3 separate regions of the Gossypium hirsutum genome follow, and regions 1 and 2 are each linked to region 3. Evidence: chromatin contacts called from public Hi-C data. All regions are on one chromosome and are shown on one strand. The core of a region is the stretch at or near the end of the contact, and the rest is flanking DNA. Distances in the headings are between cores, read along the strand shown. Region 1 holds the start of LOC107910809. Region 2 holds the start of LOC107911490 (probable inactive receptor kinase At5g10020). Region 3 holds the start of LOC107913676 (regulation of nuclear pre-mRNA domain-containing protein 1B).

Region 1 (4,605 bases), core at 1,453-3,952, 620 kb after region 3:
TTTAGAGAACACAAGTTATGGGTTTGGGGTAGTGCCAAGGCCACCATTTTTTTTGCTCAAATAGTTAACATACATTTTCATTTTGTTTTACAGTTATTTGTTTCAAAACCAATATATATTTGTTATTCTGTCTTCTTGTTGCCGCTGAGTTCAGGGAGGACGTTAGGCGTTGTGTAAAGACGATAAAGATAATAGACGGTCTTAGGTACCAGAAACAAATATTATGAAACAAATCGAGTGTCAATTTCAAGATAAAACTTGTAATCATATTACGCATATAGACTCTAAAAATGAAAATAACATTTCATCTCGGGTATAAATAGTCTTGTTGATATGACTTCTTTTTATTTTTCTAAGTTATATAATAAAGTCAGTTCTGTAAAAGAAAAAATACATAATTTAGGAGATATTAAAAATTTAGACTTAAACAATGAGTCTAAAGAAATATTAATTAAAGGTAAGTAGGGAGGTCTGCTACCCTAGCACGTTTGTGTCTGCCGTCTCTGGCACGCTTTTAGGTTTTCTTGTTTTCTTTGATCTTCTTGTTTTGTCTTCTTTCCTTAATCCCTGCGCCTCTGTTTCTGGAAAAATATGGAGAATGATTTAGCCCAATTAACAATTAATGAAGAGGAGGATGATGTTATCCAAATCCAAGAAAATCCTGGAACGGAAAGAACAGAAGAGTTTCTTCAACTGGTGAGGTGTTTTCTTACAGCAAGTATCATTCATTTTCCTGCTATGAAAAGTACCATGGCGAATCTGTGGCATCCTATTCGTTGAGTTCGTATTCGAGATCTGGGGAAAAAAGGTTTTTGTTCTAATTTTTTCATTATATGGATCTTGAAAGGGTATTGAAAGGCTCCCCATGGACATTCAACAATCATCTATTAATTCTTTATAATTTAAAATGGGAGGATGATCCCATGAAGGTCCCTTTAGTATTAACCCCTTTTTGGGTTCAGATTCATGATGTTCCAATTGGTTTGTTTTCTGAAAATCTAGCAGCTAATCTGAGGAATTTTCTGGGAAATTACTTGGAATATGATAGGACTAATTTAGGGAAGGAAAACTGGAATTTTATGAGGATCAGGGTCCAAGTTGATATCAGACGTCCTTTGAAAAGAAAGAAGCTACTCGAATACAGGGGGAGAAAGTCATATGTCCGGTTTAAATATGAAATACTGACACTTTTTTGTTTCTTTTGTGGAAAATTGGGTCACAATGATTCTTTTTGTGAGGCAAAAATGTTGATGGGAGTAGAAATCGCAGATATGAGGTGGGATTTATCAATAAGAGCACAGTCCCGAAGAGCTCTGTCCATGAATAGTGTTTGGCTACGAAAAGAGGGGGAGGGGGCTGTAGATGGAATTCTGGAAGAAAATAGGGGTTGTGCAAGGGGACTACGGAGAATGGAACGCAGTAAGAGTTATGGGAAGGCAGTTGATCCAATTCTGGGTTTTAATGTGGAAGGTGACTCTTTGTGCGAAGAAGATAAGCAGGTTAACTCATTGATTGACTATGGCCAGTATGCGATGGAACATGATTTAGAGGATAAGGCTTTAGTGGGAGAAGAAGGTAAAAAAAAGAGCCAGAATGGAGAATGATGATTCACTACTGAACGAGGGGATTACCTCCCAGGTAAGAGGTAGGAGATCGAGGGATCTTATCCAATTGATATCGGCGACTGCCAAGTGGCAAGCTGACAGGGAATTATGAAAATCCTAAGTTGAAATGTCCGTGGATTGGGGAGTTCACGGACATTTAAAAGACTTCGGCACTCGCTGAAGACGTACGACCCCCAGATTGTCTTCTTTATGGAGACGAAAATTGGCAGAATTCAAATGGAGAAAGTTAGGCAAAGATGTGGTTTTGTGAATGGTATAGAGGTGGATCTAGAGGGAACTAAAGGAGGGCTTTGTTTGGCTTGGAGGTATGAGGTCAATATCACTCTATAAAGCTTCTCCAAAAGACATATTGATGTGATAGTGCATGATAATGAAAGGGAGGTTATGTGGCAATATACAGGATTTTATAGAACTCCGTGCATAGATAAAGAAGATTCATGGGCTATTTTGAAAAACCTTTATAATGGAGAGAATAATCCATGGTTAGTATGTAGAGATTTTAATGAAATCATGTATGGTTTTAAGGAGGTACACCCCGAGACGAGAGAATGATGGAACAGTTCTGGAAATCATTGAAATTATGTTAACTGAATGATGTTGGATATGTGGATAGATGGTTTACATGGGAACGAGGCAATCTACCAGAGACAAATATACGAGAACGCTTGGACAGAGGGGTAGCAAATAAGAAGTGGATTTCGTTGTTCTCTGATATAAAAGTTCAGCATTTGGTGCATTCTTTTTCTGATCATTGTCCTCTCCTTATTGATACAAAGAAGGAAATCAGACAGAGGAATGAAAAAAGTTTCAGAGTCGAAAACTGGTGGTTTTCGGAGGATTCATTTGTCGACACTGCTGAACATTTATGGAAGATGTCAACCGGTAACTTCCTACAGAAACTGGATTTCATAAAGATGGGGTTGGAAGATTGGGCAGGAAAAATTTTAAAGAACATAAAAGGGAAAAAGAATTATTTAACAGTAAAATCATCTGAATTGCTTGAAGCTGAAAGGGATGCTAGCAATATGGCAGAAATAATTGATACGAAGATCCAGCTTAACATGTAGATAGAGAAAGATGAAAGATATTGGGAGCAAAGGGCCAACTGAATTGGCTCAAATTAGGGATAAAAACACTGCCTTTCTCCATAGCCAAGCAACTCAGAGGCGAAAGAAAAACATGATCAAGAGTTTGCAGTCCGGACATGGTAGGGCCACGTAAAATCTACATGAAATGTAAGGAATTGCTATGTTACTTTCAGAATCTATTTTCCTCAGAGAATCAAGGAAGTTGTGATTACCTACTCTCGGGTATTAATCGTTGCATTAGTGACGAGGATAATAAAAGGCTCACCGCACATTATACAAGGGAGGAAATTCGTTAGGCTCTTTTTGAAATGGGACCTACTAAGGCGCCAGGTGAAGATGGACTCCCAGCCATCTTTTTTTTTTATAAGTGCTGGCATTTTATTGGCGAGGATACAATTTCATTTTGTCTTCTACTCTTAAACGGTGATATGGAGGTCAGTGTTATTAATTCAACTCATATTGTGCTCATTCCAAAAATTAATAATCCCACAAATATGTCAGTTTAGGCCTATCAGTTTATGCAATGTTGTTTACAAAGTTACTGCAAAAACTATAGCGAACAGATTTAGAGGGGTGATTGATAAATGCATTGATAAGGCTCAAAGCGCTTTTGTCCCAGGAAGATTAATCCCTGATAATGTTTTGCTTGCTTATGAGATACTGCATTCTTTAAAGCAAAGAAGAGTGGGGAAAAAGGGTTACATGGCAGTAAAACTAGATATGAGCAAGGCCTATGATAGGGTGGAATGGATTTTTATCAAAAAGTTAATGTCTCGAATGGGATTCGCTCAAAGTTGGATTGACAATATTATGAAATGTTTGACTACTGTCTCATATAAGGTTGTGATCAATGGCACCGTTGGAATGAAATTCTATCCAGAAAGAGGACTACGACAAGGGGACCCTTTCAGCCCATTTATTTTCCTTATATGTGGAGGACTTTCCAGTCTCATGAGAACAGCAGTAGAGGAAGGATTTTTAAAGGGTGTCAAAGTAAGTAGACGAGGTCCACAGATATCGCACTTATTATTTGCAGACGATTGTATCCTTTTTGGGGAGGCAACATGTAGAGGGGCTACTTCATTCAAGGCAATATTAAGTGAATATAGAAGGTGCTCGGGGCAATGTGTGAACTTTGAGAAATCAACCATCTTTTTCAGCAAAAATACTATTGAGGAGGAAAGAAGACGGATTGTTATTTTGCTTAGAGTCCGAAGCTCAAATGAGTCTGAACGTTACCTTGGTCTGCCAACCATGGTGGGACGACAGAAGAAAGTTTCCTTTCAAGTATTGAAGGACAAAATAAAACAGCGAACTGACAATTGGAGTACGAGATTTTTATCGCAGGGTGGAAAAGAAGTGTTTATCAAAGCTGCTTTGCAAGCTATTCCAACTTACTCAATGGCCTGTTTCTTACTTTCGAAATCCTTATGTGACGAAATGGAAGCAATCATTGAGAGATTTTGGTGGAAAAAAGGTCAGGGAAAAGGGGGAATTCATTGGAGCTCGTGGAAAAATTTATGTAGTTTAAAAGAGAATGGAGGTTTAGGCTTTCGTAATCTCAGTCAATTCAATATTGCATTGCTTGCTAAACAGGGGTGGCGTCTTTTCAATTATCCGAATTCGCTTTTAGCCAAGGTTCTTAAAGCAAAGTATTATCCAAATTCAAATTTTCTAAGTGCAGAGTTGGGGAATTTACCTTCCCTTACCTGGAAGAGTATCTGGGCTGCAAAGGGACTTCTCACTCAAGGCCTGTGTTGGAGAGTTGGGAAAGGAAACAACATTTCTATTTGGAATGATCGGTGGATCCCGGGGATCGAACCTAGTATATGGCAGTATAGTCATCAAAATGGAGAGCTGGAAAATGTATCAGATCTTATTGATGGAATACA
Region 2 (4,729 bases), core at 1,655-4,154, 860 kb after region 3:
CTATTAATACCTTTACTCAGAGATGAAATGTTGTTTTCGTTTCTAGAGTCTATATGCGTAATATGATCACAAGTTTTATCTTTAAATTGACACTCGATTTGCTCCGTAATGTTTATTTCTGGTACCTAAGACCGGCCTGTTATCCTAACGTCTTCACACAACGCCTAACGTCCTCCCTGGACTCAACAGCAACAAGAAGACAGTTAAACAGATATAGGTTTTGAAACAAACAACTGTGAAACAAACAGAAATGTAAATCAAAGACAAAAACTTACAATGAATATTACGATATTATTTCTCCAGAAACTCGTTACACCGGCACCTCTGATACCAATCTCGGGGGGGGGGGAAGGTTGAGAGTATAAGCGGAAGGGAATATAGAACCTTCCATATCCTTCCCCTAAATTCCAGCATTCTTCTACGCAAAATCCCTAGTGTTCTGCCTTGGCTTCCTTTCCACAAGCATCCAATGCCCATAGTTTTCACTTCACTCCTCCAAGTATACTATGGTTTTCCGGTACCACCTCAGACGGTGTTGGCTCTTTCCCCGCGTTAGGTTCAGGAACTCTAAAGGTACAACTCCCTTTCACATGACCATATCTTCCACAATGGAAGCAAATCGACAGTAAAAATTCATATTCCACTCTTTGTGCTTTACCATTGATTAAGATTTGGGACACCAAAGGCCTATCCAAATTAACGTAAACAACCATTCGGACAAATTGACCTCTTGCCCTACTGTATGCGTTCATATTTAATTTGGCCACATTCCCAACCAATCCCTGTATTTCAATCAAAATTTTGTCTTTATATAAATACCCTGCAAACCGAGAAGCCTTATCCATGACATCACCACATTCGAAAAGGCCTGTGCCAGATTTAAGGACACCGTCCAAGGCTGAACTCTCAAGTATTGTCCAAAAATGACCCGACCTTCAGACAGAAACTTCTCACAATCGATCTTATTCTGGAATTTAACCAAAAAATATCCGTTTTCAACATCCATCAGGTGAAAAGGTGCCGAGAGTTTCCACAAGTTATAAACTTTATTCTACAAAACCGAAAAACCAATATTACGACCCAGAAGTTTTACAATCACTATATTATCCATCCTTTTGATGAGAATTTAGTGGATCCTATCCGAAAAATTAATAGAGGGAACCACATTTACAAGAGACTTTTGTATGTCTCCTTCCAAGAAGTCACAATCTTCCTTTTCCTCTGAGTCATTACTAACAGTTTTGGAAGGATGCCCTACAAGCTTGTCTCTCCAAGAGATTTGTTGTTCAACGGACGGATCGATCAGCATATCACTGGTCGTAATCTCATCTTTATCTCTAAATTGAACTTTTTTAGGATTAAACCTTCCACAGATGAGTCTTCATTACCAGTGTTTTCACAAAGAGAAGACATGATAATTGAGCAATTACTGCTTTTCCATTTTAAACAATATAAACGATTAAATTAATGGGATTCAAGTAAGAATCTTTTAAGCAATATTGGTAATTTTAAAATCAAATCAATGTTAATTTTAAAATTTTGAAATAATATAATTAGAATTCCAAAAACATATACTAATGCTAAAAATTATAATAACTACATGCAAATGCAAAATTTAAAAGATATTTCAAAGGTTGTTTGTGCATTTTTATTTAGTGAAGGAAATAATACATAGAGAGTTTCAAAATATTTTTTTTAATTATATTTAAAGTGGATTTCATTTTTAAAAATATTTTAATAATAAATTATATTAATTAATAAATACAATAAAGTAACTATTATTTTAATCTACATTTGTTTTTTTTAAATAAGAAAAAAATATTATTTTACCTATTTTTAGCTAATATTAAAATAATGGTGTAATATTTGATAAAAAGAGAATTTGTTTTACCTTTATTTATTTTTTTAATAATTTACAATATTAAAATAATAAAATATATAATTTCATATAATTTATATATTTTTATAATTAAATTTAAAAAAAATAAAAAAAATATTTAATTAAAATTTGGGCCGAATCGAGAACATAAAAATTAATTAATACATACTTAATATACCTTCATTTTTAAGTTTTTATATTTACTTTAATTAAATCAATCACGAATTTAATTATTTAATATACATTTACTTTTAATTTATTTTTATATTTACTTTAATTAAATTAAATCAATCAATCAAATTTATAAATTTTTGGAATAAAGATAACATCACAATTGTTTATTTAAATTATAAACTCTTTATCAATTTCATGTTACAATGTTACTTTTGAATTTTTTTTATATCTAAGAACATAAAAATTATATTTAATTTTTAAATCATTTTAATATAATATATTTAAACTAATTAATGAAACATTTATTTTGTTAAATACTTTTTATAAATTTCTAAGTGAAACGTTTAAATTTTTTTTAAAAAAAATATTTTTTATTTAAGTAGTACACATGGGTAAAATAATTAGTAGTATATATGAGGAATAGTGATTAAACAACTCATGTTGAGATCCGTTAGCAAGTTAATAAAAAGATAATTTAAATGATAAATTTTGAATAGTTAAGTGATTAAATTGTAAGTTTTCATAAATTAGTAGTATATATGATGAATAGTGATTAAACAACTCATGTTGAGATTCGTTAGCAAATTAATAAAGAGATAATTTAAGTGATAAATTTTGAATAATTAAATTAGTAGTATATATGAGGAATAGTGATTAAACAGCTCATGTTGAGATTTGTTAGCAAGTTAATAAAGAGATAATTTAAATGATAAATTTCGAATAATTAAGTGGTTAAATTGTAAAGTTTCATAAATTAGTAATCAAAGTATAAATTTAGTAATAATTGAGTACCATGAGTGTAATTTAGTAAAAAGCCACGTAAGTTCTAACAAGTGAGCGAGATTTGGGGGAAAACAACAGCAGTGAGTAGTTAAGGTTATTAGCATATTATCATATATCTCCTGCAAGCAAAACCAAAATCTGAAAGAAATTAAAAATGGAAAGAAAATCGACAATTTCTCTCCCTCTTTCTCTTTCTTAGCTAAGGTTGTAAGTTGTAAGGCCTTTACAGACTGTACTTACCATTTTCCCACCAGCCATCTTTCTCTAACTCTATCCCCTTTCCCCCATTGTTGAATTTAGTAAAAAAACAAATCCCATTGAGGTTTTTTTCCCCTCTCCTCTGAAAACCCTAACTTGCTCTTTGTCTGTCACGCAAAAGCTTCAGTTGCTGGGTTTTCTAATCAATGAATTAAATGAATCTCTCTATTTCTTTCGCTTTCTCTTCTTATCTTCTTTTGTTACTGTTGTTTTCGGGAGTAGCCTCTGCATCTGGCTTCGACCCGTCGGAGCTCCGATCTTTACTCGAGTTCAAAAAAGGCATCAAAACCGATCCCTTTGATAAGGTACTCTCCGTATGGGATCCGGATTCCCGACCCGACCCTACTTCATGGACCGGCGTCACCCGCGACCCCAATTCTGGTTCTATCGTTTCCCTCAACTTAGATCGTCTCGGCCTTGTCGGAGACCTCAAGTTCCACACTCTCACTCCCCTCAAGAACCTCCAAAACCTCTCCTTGTCAGGTAACGCTTTCACGGGTCGGGTCGCACCCGCATTGGGGTCGATAACCTCTCTGCAACATTTGGATCTGTCCAATAATCAGTTCATCGGCACGATCCCTGGACGGATCACGGACCTTTACGGGTTAAATTACTTGAATTTGTCGGGTAACAAGTTCGACGGTGGGTTACCGGCTGGGTTCCGAGATTTACAGCAATTAAGAGTGTTAGATTTACACAACAATGCGCTTCGAGGCGATATAGGCCAGTTATTCACTGAGTTAAGGAATGTTGAACACGTTGATTTAAGTTATAACGCGTTTTATGGGGGCCTGTCTGTGGCAGTTGAAAATGTGTCTAGTTTGGCCAATACAGCGCGCTTTGTGAACTTGAGTCACAATCAGTTGAATGGTGGGTTTTTCAAAGAGGAAGCGATTGGGTTGTTTAAGAATTTGCAAGTTTTGGATTTGGGTGATAATTTGATTGCTGGGTCGTTGCCAAGTTTCGGGTCGTTGCCGGGTTTACGGGTTTTGAGGTTGGGAACAAATCAGCTCTTCGGCCCGGTGCCAGTGGAGTTGTTAGAGGGTTCTGTTCCGCTGGAAGAGTTGGATCTCAGTCGCAATGGATTTACGGGTACTGCTTTTTTTGTTTACGTTTCCTTTTTTCTATTTATTTATTTTTTATAATGAAGTTTGAATATGTAGTCAATGGGCTACTAATTGTTCATGGATGCTATTTGACGATGCAAGTTAATGCTAATATTTCATTTTATGGAATATGATTTTCCATGAAAGTAATGTCTTTGTTTGTGTCCAGAGAAAGTAATGATAGTTAAACATGCACGTCCCTTTTTTGTGCCTTTTTGGTTTGAAATATTGTACTTACTAGTTGTCTTGTCTAATATTTGAGTTTTATTAGAATTATACGAACTTGAAGTGATTTCATGGAGTGCTACTCTCTGTTATTTCATGAGTTTGGGGGATTGAGTTTTGAGTGTAATAATGATCCTCTAGTCAGATTGTAAGTTCTTCTTTGTAATTCATGGTCTTAAAAAATGTGGGGGAAAAAAAGATTCTTGATTCATGTTGGTTACTTGAATGTAAAGTTGAACATTCCATCTTGCAATAAAACAGTTGTGGGATCTTTAAAATACAAAAGTTCAAAATAAAAAGGCAT
Region 3 (4,186 bases), core at 307-2,806:
AGTGGGTTAATGTCATTTTTAACGATAGTGACCAATTCGAACAATTATTTTAATTAGAGTGACTAAATTGACAAAAAAAAATTAGAGTGATCAAAATAGAAGCAACACTATTTTAGAGTGGCTTAATGTAGTTTACCCAAAAATTAATATTATCAATTTAAATAGTATTTTTCTCGAGTTATTTTATAGAAAGCACATATATACCACCTTTAAAAAGTATTGTTTTTAATATTATCAAGTGTAAATAAAATGATCTAAAAAATTGTTCGAAGTAATTATATTCAAACGAATAAAATGCATTTACACTTATAATCATTTTTATTTATAAAGATAATTTTTATTTGTCATCTAAAATATACACAAAATATTATTATAATGTTACAAAAATTAGTAGAAATATACTCGCCAATGTAAATACTTTAATATTTTCAATTAAGTAATTTTTTAATTGAACAAAAAATTACAACTTCTTTTACCTTGATTTTTAAATAATTGTCATAAATTAGATATTGAGTTTTCAATTTTTATATAAATATGTAATTATAACTAATATATATTCAAATGGGTCCTTAGCTCGATTGGTGTGGGCATTGTTGTAAAAAAGATGTGGATTTGAGTGTACTGAAGCACATTATCCTCATATTTATGGGTTGAGAGGGGAAATGGGTAGTTCTAAATATTCTATAAAAAAGAACAAATATTTTTCCTTTTTTATCTAATAAATTTTCTATATCTGATCTATATTTATTTTATTATTTTCAATCCAATATTTAAATTTATTAAATGATAAACCAATTATGTGCAAATTAAATATTCAACCATTTGATGGCAATAATAATTGCTTTTTATTTTATTTTATTTGGATAAGTATTTGTAATTATATTCAATTGGATCTATTTTGAAAAGAAAATATAAATAGTATTTAATGAGTTATTAATGGTTTAAATTATTTTCTTTACTTTCAATTATAAATAATAATTTTCATAGATTAAGTTTTAACTAAAAGATAATTGAAATATCTCAAAGAAAAAATAATGATAATTTTTAAATATTAAAAATTTAGATAAATATTTTAAAAACCATTTCCGTAATGAATCAATAATATTTCTTGAAACTTAAGAACAAATATTTGGATTGAAATAAGAATATGGATAACATCACACTTTTACCTTAGTTATCAATAATCATGTTTTAAAAATTAAATTTATATATTATTATGTTTTAATTTTGAATTTTTTTTTTGAAAAATAGTTACAGATTGGGCTTTATTATTGAATTCAAAAGTTATAGAAAATAAATTCTGAACCAGACCAGGCCCGATTGGAATTTTGACCTCATCACCAAAACAAAACAGTAAAAAAAATGAATAGCTGAAACGCCAATAACTACTCCTATGAAATCCTAAAAAGCAGCATAACTGAACCTTCTGGAAGCCATTAATGCTGCTATACAATCTTTCCCAATCAGCATCATAACTTTCAATCGTCTTGTCCCTTCACCTGCCTTATCTTCTTCAAGACGAAATCATACTCCCGAGGAAACCCCATTTTCTGTCTTTGCTTTACCTGCCTCCGCTCGATTTACCCATTTCATTTTCATCCCTTTCATTCATTCCGGTTCTCCCACTCCATCCCTTTTCTCTCTTATCTTCTGCATATTCAGGGACTCCCTCAACTAGGTATATTATTCTTTTATCCCTCAGCATTGCTTTTGCTATCGTATGCGCAAGACTGTTAACTGCTCTTGGAACATGTTCAAATCTGCATTCCTGGAATCTTGATTGTAGCTTATGAATATCACTGATGTAGGCACATACTTGTGATTTATCTGGGATATTAGATCTGCATTTCTTTATTATCGATAATGAATCTCCTTCAATAATGATTTTTCTCCATTTCATTTCTTTACCAATTTTGATCGCTTTCCGGCTCGCGAGCGCCTCGGCCGCAAAAGGAGATGCCACCTGTTGATATATCATCAAGCATGAGAGCAAAACCTTGCCTTCGTTGTTTCTAGCCACAATCCCCACAGCCGATTGCTTACTCTTTCCATCATATGATGCATCAAAGTTTATCTTCACAATCTGATCAGGTGGCTTCTTCCATTTGCTTGTCAATTTATATGATTGTGCTTTACTTTTTCCTATCCCGTCCAACTCTGTTATGTAGCTACTAACGAATCGGCCTATTTCTTTTCCAGATTTGCTCACTTTATTATGCACTCTGTTATTTCTATCTCCCCATATAGCCCATAATGCACAGCAAAATATCCTACACTAAGATTCCGAGTTCTTTGCAAAAACTCCGGTAAGCCACTCTGCAAACTCCAACTGTCTTTCGTGCACCAAAACATTACATGGTAATTCCTTCCATACTGATTTTGACACAGGGCATTCGCAAAAAAGGTGATTCATACTCTCTGTTCCGACTCCACATCGTGGGCACACTATTGTGTTTATTAGTTTTTTCTGAAGTAGATTAACCCGTGTAGCTAGGAAATTCCACGATATCTTCCAGATTGTAATTTTGATTTTTAAGGGAAGATTCAATAGCCATAATTTTTAGTAAAATTCCTTGTAGCCTTCTTGTAAAGCATAAGCTCTAGGATCATCCTCGATATTCTGTAATAGTTTATAGGAGCTACGAACTGTGAATTTGCCCGACGCCTCAGCACTCCAGACCCGGAAGTCATCATGAGGATCCTCTGCCAGTGGAATACCAATAATCTTCTCAGCTAAATCCTCCGGAAAGGTAGAAATTATCAACTCTTCCTTCCATGTTCTATTATTTTGATTGATTAGATCGGCAACTTTACAATCATTCAAATTTGTGACTATAGCTGATAATCTGTTTCTTCCCACATCGGGGATCCAATTGTCGCAACCAACTGTAATTTGTTCTCCCCTTCCTACTCTCCAGCACATACCTTCCCTTAAAATACCCTTTGTAGCCCAAATACTTTTCCACGTATACAAAGCATTGTTCCAAACATGAGTCAAGGAAATTATTATTCGAAAATATTTTACTTTTAAAACTTGAGCTAATAATGAATCTGGATAGTTCAATATTCTCCAACCCTGTTTAGCTAATAATGAGACGTTAAATTTAGCCATATCTCTGAATCTCAAACCCCTTTCTCCTTTTGACCGGCACAAGTAAGTCCATTTACACCAATGAATTCCTCTTCTCCCATGACTCTTTGCCACCAGAACTTAGCAAAAACGCCTTCTATATCTCTGCAAAATGACTTAGGTAATAAAAAACAAGACATTGCATATGTTGCAATAGCTTGTAGGACCGACTTCAAAAATACTTCCTTGCCTCCTTGCGACAACATTCTGGTGCTCCACCCGTCGATTCTACTGTAAATTTTCTCTGTGATATTGAAAAGATTCCTTTTTCCGTCTGCCCACCACATTCGGAAGTCCTAGATATCTTTCCATATTTGTTGAGGTTCTTATCCCCATAATTGCCGAGACTTTGTTCTTTTTGTCTTCTGTAGTATTAGTGCTGAAAAAGATTGTAGATTTGTTAAAATTAACACATTGACCGAAACTTTTACCATATTCTTTCAAAATTTCTTTGAGCACCGTTGCCCCCTTCTTGTTGCTTCCCCAAACAAAATACAATCATTTGCAAAGAGTAGATGTGTAATTTCCGGGCCTCTCCTACTTTCCTTTGCTCCTTGTAACAACCTTTCCTTCGATGCCAGTCTCATCAAGGCTGATAACCCATCACTGCACATTAAAAAGAGAAAAGGGCTCAAAGGATCTCCTTGTCGCAATCCTCTTGTTGGCTTAAAACTTCGCCCATAACCTCCATTAGTATTCACAACATAGGACGTAGTAGAAATGCATTTCATGACCAACTCTACCCATTCTATATCAAAACCCATACATAACATGACTTCTTTTAAATAACCTCATTCAGCCCTGTCATAGGCTTTACTCATATCAAGCTTTATGGCCATATATCCTTTTTTCCCTCTTCGTTTTTGTCTAAATGTATGCAGAATCTCATAGATAAGTAGCACATTATCTGTAATTAGCCTTCTTGGGACGAACGCACTTTAAGATGCATCAATACACCTTCCAATACCGATTTGAAGTCGATTTGCAATTGTTTTTGCCACCACTTTATAAAGGACTGAACATAAACTAATAGGTCTGAAATTGGCTAAGCTAGTA

What was found. A called contact is a pair of places that touch in the nucleus more often than the background predicts.
Region 1: a Hi-C map of leaf shows a contact between it and region 3, with 4 times the contacts expected there. The contact joins the promoter of LOC107910809 here to the promoter of LOC107913676 in region 3. A contact is called at or near these places in 14 of 34 Hi-C or Micro-C datasets (callus, hypocotyl, leaf and 1 more).
Region 2: a Hi-C map of leaf shows a contact between it and region 3, with 1.7 times the contacts expected there. The contact joins the promoter of LOC107911490 here to the promoter of LOC107913676 in region 3. A contact is called at or near these places in 2 of 34 Hi-C or Micro-C datasets (both in leaf).

The regions. Positions count from the first base shown.
Region 1 is chrD11:39,213,318-39,217,922 of Gossypium_hirsutum_v2.1, forward strand. LOC107910809 reads left to right here and starts at 2,703. Exons shown (of 2, transcript XM_016838745.1): 1 at 2,703-2,832; 2 at 3,270-4,605. The coding sequence starts at 2,703.
Region 2 is chrD11:39,445,528-39,450,256 of Gossypium_hirsutum_v2.1, forward strand. It overlaps LOC107911490 (probable inactive receptor kinase At5g10020), which reads left to right and starts at 2,905. Exons shown (of 4, transcript XM_016839320.2): 1 at 2,905-4,186. The coding sequence starts at 3,250.
Region 3 is chrD11:38,591,757-38,595,942 of Gossypium_hirsutum_v2.1, forward strand. LOC107913676 (regulation of nuclear pre-mRNA domain-containing protein 1B) reads left to right here and starts at 1,557. Exons shown (of 8, transcript XM_016842331.2): 1 at 1,557-2,091; 2 at 2,200-2,306; 3 at 2,389-2,750.